2 separate regions of the Mus musculus genome follow, and region 1 is linked to region 2. The links are chromatin contacts, called in public Hi-C maps. All regions are on one chromosome and are shown on one strand. Each heading gives the region's core, a stretch centred on a gene start, on an enhancer-like site or on the middle of the called end of the contact. The rest is flanking DNA. Distances are from core to core; before and after follow the strand shown. Region 1 overlaps Marf1 (meiosis regulator and mRNA stability 1). Region 2 overlaps Pdxdc1 (pyridoxal-dependent decarboxylase domain containing 1).

Region 1 (2,700 bases), core at 48-2,547, 290 kb before region 2:
GTTAACATACGTCTTTCTGACAAAGCCAATTTTGTTCCAACAAGGACATATATAGGGGTCATTTTCATTCAAACCACTACATTCTACTCCCTGGCCCCCATAGACTTAATAGCCATTTCGTAATGCAAATTGCATTTACACCAAGTTCAAAAGTCCCCAAAGTCTATCACAGTCTCAACACTCCAGCATTCAAAGTCTCTGATACCCATGGCAGTCTCTTTAACTGTAATCTGGAAAATCAAATTAAAAAGGCAGATCACATACTTCTTTTTTGTTTGTTTGTTTGTTTGTTTTTTGATGCAGGATTTCTCTGTATAGCCCTGACTGTCCTGGAACTCACTCTGTAGACCAGGCTGTCCTCAAACTCAAAATCCACCTCCCTCTGCCTCCTTCTGTGATTAAAGGCGTACGCCACCACTGCCCGACTCAGATCACATACTTCTAACATACAGTGGCATAGACAATACCTTACCATTCCAAAAGGGAGGAATAGAATATAATGAGGAAATACTGCACCAAAGCAAGACTGAAAACCAGCTGGGCAAACTCCAAACTCTGCATGTCTGATGTCAGAATGCTCTTCAGATCTCTGACTCCTTTCAGCTTTCTTGACTGCAGCAGCACACTTCTTTCTCTTGGGCTGGTTCCATTCCGTGTTATCTGGTTTACTCGGAAAGTATCACATGGCTTTGGTATCTCCAATATTTTGGGGTCTCCACGGCATTCCAGGTGTCATCTTCACAGTCACACAGTGGCAATTTTATGCCATTGTGCAAGTACACTCCTGACATATGCTTGGTAAAACTAATTTCAATAACTTTCTCCTATTCTTGAGTCTAAGCCAGAACCATGTGGCCAAAGCTGCCAAATTTTACTGCTTCCTGGAGCTGGAACATGGTCGCTTATTTAATTACATCTTCAACAGCTTTCTGTTTTCAATGGTTTCTCTCTCTGCCTAAGCTTAGCTGTCCTGGAACTCACTCTGTAGACCAGGTTAATCTCAAATTCAAAGATCAACCGGCCTCTGCCTTCTGAGTGCTGGAATTAAAAGTGTGCACTGCCTGCCTGGCCAGAAGCTTTTCCTTAACTCCCTTTTTACATCTCTTTAATTCCTTTTCATAAAGTGGAAGGTTAGCTGGGTGAGGGCCTTGCCCTTTATGCCCTTTATTCCACTTAGCAACTTCTGTCTTAGTTAGGGTTTCTATTGCTGTGAAGAGACACTATGACTGTGGCAGCTCTTAAAAAGGAAAACATTTCGTTGGAGCTGGTTTAGTCTATTATTGTCACACAAGCATCTGAAACCTCAAAGCCTACCCCTCGTGACATACTTCCTCTCACAGGGCCATACTTCCTAACAGTACCACTTGGTAAGAGCTTATGGGGACTGTTTTCATTCAAACCATCATAGCTTCTAAAGCTAAGTCTTCTTGTCTGTCTGTCTGTCTTACATACTAGTTTATTATTCTTTCAGTGGTGTTTGTGAGCTTGCTCTATACTTTAGACAGGAATTAGAATCTTCCTAATTGTCCAATGTAAAGTAGATACATAGCAGGCATTAGTGGAATGAAAGGCTGAATGAGGCACTGCAGAAAATGTGGATTTGCATTTGTTCTGTATCCAAAGAGGTTTTTTTTTTAAAGGAAAGAGATCTCACAAAATCTTCTGTGAGTCAAAGAGAAATGTCAATGAAAAGGAGGTATAGGCAAGAGAGAGTGCTGCTTCAGAGGTCCAGCCAACAACAGCAAGGGGAGTATGCAGTTATTCTGAGTGATGAGCCGATTTGTGGATTAGAGGAACAAGGGGAAGAGAGGTGTGGTGGTAAGAACTGTTCTCAGGAAGAGGGAGAAAAGAGGCAATGTTCTATGCCAGTCAATTGTGTGCTGATGTAATTGGAGTACAAAGAACTATGACATAGAAATTTTAAGCCTCTTTGAGACCTGGTGGCTGGCATTTGGGAGTGGAGGCCAGAGGAGTTCGAGACATACTCATCTGTGCATTCCAGACATGAGATGGCTGTCTGAAAAAGTAAATAGATGGATGGATAGATGGTGGGTGGGCTAGAGTAGAGGTTCTCAAACCTGTATATAGTGACCCCTTTGGGGTTGAATGACCCTTTCACAGGGATAACATACCAGGTATCCTGCATATCAGGTAGCTACATTGCTATTCATAACAGTAGCAAAATTACAGTTATGAAGTAGCAACAAAAATAATTTTATGGGTAGGAGTCACCACAACATGAGGAACTGTATTAAAGGGTCACAGTATTAGGAAGGTTGAGAACCACTGGACTAGAGAGATGATTCAACAGTTAGGAGGAAAACTGACTGCTCTTGTAGTAGACCCAGATTCAATTCCCAGCACATGGCAGCTCACATCTACTTATAACTATCTGCAGTGGATCTGGCCCTTTTCTGACCTTCAAGAGCACCATACATACATGGTGCACAGACATATATGTAGGCAAAACATGTACATACATCAAAGAATAATTTTTAAAGACAGTCTTTTTTTTTTTTTTAAAGGACTGGTGTTGGGTAGGAAACAAGATGGCAGAGCTAAACATATGGGACATGTTTAACAGGAAGCAGTTTGTTGAGTAGAAGGTTGTGTTGGGTCTTGGTTTTGGACATAAAAGTTGTAGCGCATCCTTGGAATCTCAATGTAGAGAGAGTTGGAGTGCTATTTTGGAGGCTCTGT
Region 2 (2,700 bases), core at 186-2,685:
TGGAATACAAGTTTTTTAAGTATGACCTAATCATCCTTTGACTTGTTATTTTCGTCTCTGATTTTGTTAATTTGGATGCTCTGTCTTTTAGTTGATTTGGATAAGGGTTTGTCTAGTTGATTTTCTCTCTTTGTTTCTTTGATTCTTTGTTTCTAGTTTATTGCTGTCAGCCCTAAGTTGGTTATGTCTTACTGTCTACTCCTCTTGGTTTGTTTGCTTCGTTTTGCATTGTACACTTCTCTTTTGGCTTTGCTGGTGTGAGATTATTTCCTGCTTTGTGACTTGCAGTTAACCTCCTTGTGTTGGTGTTTTCCTTCTCGTACCTTCTGTAGGGCTGGATTTGACTTTGTTATGGAATATCTTGTTTTCCTCATCTATGGTAATTGAAAGTTTTGCTGGGGATTAGTCTGGGATGGCCCCTGTGTTCTTTTAGAGACTGAAGACATGTCCAGGCCCTTCTGTTATGTGACTTTTTAGTTCCTCCATGCTTGTGGAACTTACCCGTTCTGCTTAAACAATAAATCCTTATTCCCGTAAAGGCACTAATAATTTTGTTTATATGAAAGTTAGAGGGGCTGGCAAGATGGCTCAGCGAGTAAAAGCACTGACTGCTCTTCCGAAGGTCCTAAGTTCAAATCCCAGCAGCCATGTGGTGGCTCACAACCACCTGTAATGAGATCTGTCACCCTCTTCTGGTCTGAAGTCAGCTACAGGGTACTTATGTAAGATAATAAATAAAATCTTTGGGCCAGAGCAAGCAGGGACTGAACGAGTGAAGTTGACAGAAGTAAGCAGAGGTCCTAAAATCCAATTCCCAACACCACATGAAGGCTCACAACCATCTGTACAGCTACAGTGTACTCATATACATAAAATAAATCTTTTTAAAAAAGAAAGTTAGAGATGAGAGATATGAAAGCATTATAAGTACCCAGCTCCACAAATAATTAGCAAATGTAAATGTAACCCTTGCCTAATCAGAATGTCATCCACTTATCTCCTTAGAGTATTAGTAGAGCCAGGCCTGGTAGTACACACCTTTAATCTCAGCACTTGGGAGACAGAAGCAGGGCGATTACTCTTAAGTTCAAGACCAGCCTGGTTTACATACTGAGTTCCAGGCCAGCTACACAGTAAAACCTTCTCTCTCAAAACAATAACCTAAAAAAAGTTAGAAAAATCGATGGGCCAGCTGCTTCCTGTGTGTGCATAGAAACTTCCTTGTTGTGGTTTTACTGATAAGTTTATCAGCCACAGCATAATTTAATTACAAAAGGATTCAAAGCTTCAGTGATAGATTACAACTGTTAAATACTGAAAGAAAGCATCCCCAGAGCTGATCCCAACAAAAAAGCCTGCCTCAGATTGTTGCTTGGTTGTGTGGTAAAGCCTGGTGGTTGGCTGACTGTGGAGAGGGAAGTACATGATGCCAGAGTAATGCAGTCTACTCTGCAGTGTTATCATTGTCATCTATTAGGAGAGACATTGAGCCACTCGTCTGACAATACCCTGGTAGTTTTTAAGCTGCCAGTATGAGCATTGCTCATATTGTTCTGTTATAAAAGATAATGAAAGATTTTCTTTTAAATTCCTGAGTATAAAAAGTTCTTGATTTAGGCTGAAGAAATGACTCTGCAGTTAGGAACAGTTGCTTTTCTTGCAAAAGACCCAGGTTTGGTTCTCAGCACCTATATAATGGCTCACACTATTCTGAAACTCCATTTCCAGGATATCCAGTATCCTTTTCGGGCCTCTGTGGGTACCAAGCATAACTTGGTTAACTCATACACTTTTTTTTTTTAAGTTGCTCGTTTATGCATGACTTCATAGAGTCTGTTGGGTCAAGAGAGGGAGGGACCATCATTTTCATTGGTCACCTCAGGCCAGTTACACCCTTTGAGCCTTTTAATGTTTGTGTATAAGCAGCATTTCTGCCTATTTTCTTTCCAAAGATACTGTCTTATCCCGCTGATGTTTAGCCCTATCTTCAGTGTTGTAACAGCACAGTTCTCTTTTTGCAGGTGGAAGATGAGCTCAGTTCTCCAGTAGTGGTGTTCAGGTTTTTCCAGGAATTACCAGCCTCAGGTAGGTGATTAAAAATTTTTTTATGCCAGGTGTGGAGGTATAGGCCTTTAATCCTAGCACTAGGGAGACAGAGGCAGGCTGTGAGCTGGGATACTAGCCTGATCTACAGAGTGAATTCCAGTATAGCCAGGGCTACACAGAGAAACCCTGTCTCAAAAAACCAAACTGTGTGTAAGATGTGTGTGTGTGTGTGTGTGTGTGTTCATGGCTTTAAATTTAATATCATATAAAATTAAGTTCTATATGTTTTTATTTTTTTATTGATAAAGTCTTCACTCATGGAAAAGTATAACAGTTTCCACAAGCACGCTAAGTGCCTGTGACTAAACCAAAGACTCTGCAACCCTACCACATAGCCTGGGCTGAGCCAGCTAAAGGGCAGTGCTTAGAAAGAAGAGTCGCTAACTTACAACATTGGCTTTGCTTTCAAAATTCCTTTAAGGAGAGTGACTTTTTAAAAACTGTAAATAAGCTATTGTATTTCTAGGCATGGTTTTAGGAGTCACATTGAGGAAGGAAAGGTGTGGACTTCAAACCTCTTATTCCCCTGCTAGCTTTCAGCCCCTAAGCTGCTTCTCAAGTATTGTGATATAGGAGAATAGATCTAAGAGTCCA

The links. A called contact is a pair of places that touch in the nucleus more often than the background predicts.
Region 1: a contact with region 2 is called in a Hi-C map of the HPC-7 cell line, with 2.3 times the contacts expected there. The contact joins two enhancer-like sites. A contact is called at or near these places in 2 of 39 promoter capture datasets (the 3T3-L1 cell line and neural stem cells), 23 of 484 Hi-C or Micro-C datasets (the 3T3-L1 cell line, 3T3-L1-derived adipocytes, the C10 cell line and 11 more), 6 of 115 datasets of contacts at active chromatin or transcription factors (embryonic stem cells and pancreatic cancer cells) and 4 of 9 other capture datasets (adipose tissue, embryonic stem cells, liver and 1 more).

What each region holds. Positions count from the first base shown.
Region 1 is chr16:14,133,823-14,136,522 of GRCm38.p6, reverse strand. All of the region lies in intron 13 of Marf1 (meiosis regulator and mRNA stability 1), which reads left to right. Among named protein-coding and RNA genes, the nearest start is that of Marf1, 24 kb to the left of the region's middle. Within about 2 kb of position 1,297, at least 36 of the 459 cell types and tissues checked have an H3K27ac peak or open chromatin away from gene starts, as enhancers often do. A contact at or near this core is called in the HPC-7 cell line and bone marrow-derived macrophages, where this site is marked.
Region 2 is chr16:13,847,111-13,849,810 of GRCm38.p6, reverse strand. Pdxdc1 (pyridoxal-dependent decarboxylase domain containing 1) reads left to right here. Exons shown (of 23, transcript NM_053181.3): 14 at 2,022-2,085. Among named protein-coding and RNA genes, the nearest start is that of Ntan1, 29 kb to the right of the region's middle. Within about 2 kb of position 1,435, at least 20 of the 459 cell types and tissues checked have an H3K27ac peak or open chromatin away from gene starts, as enhancers often do. A contact at or near this core is called in the HPC-7 cell line and bone marrow-derived macrophages, where this site is marked.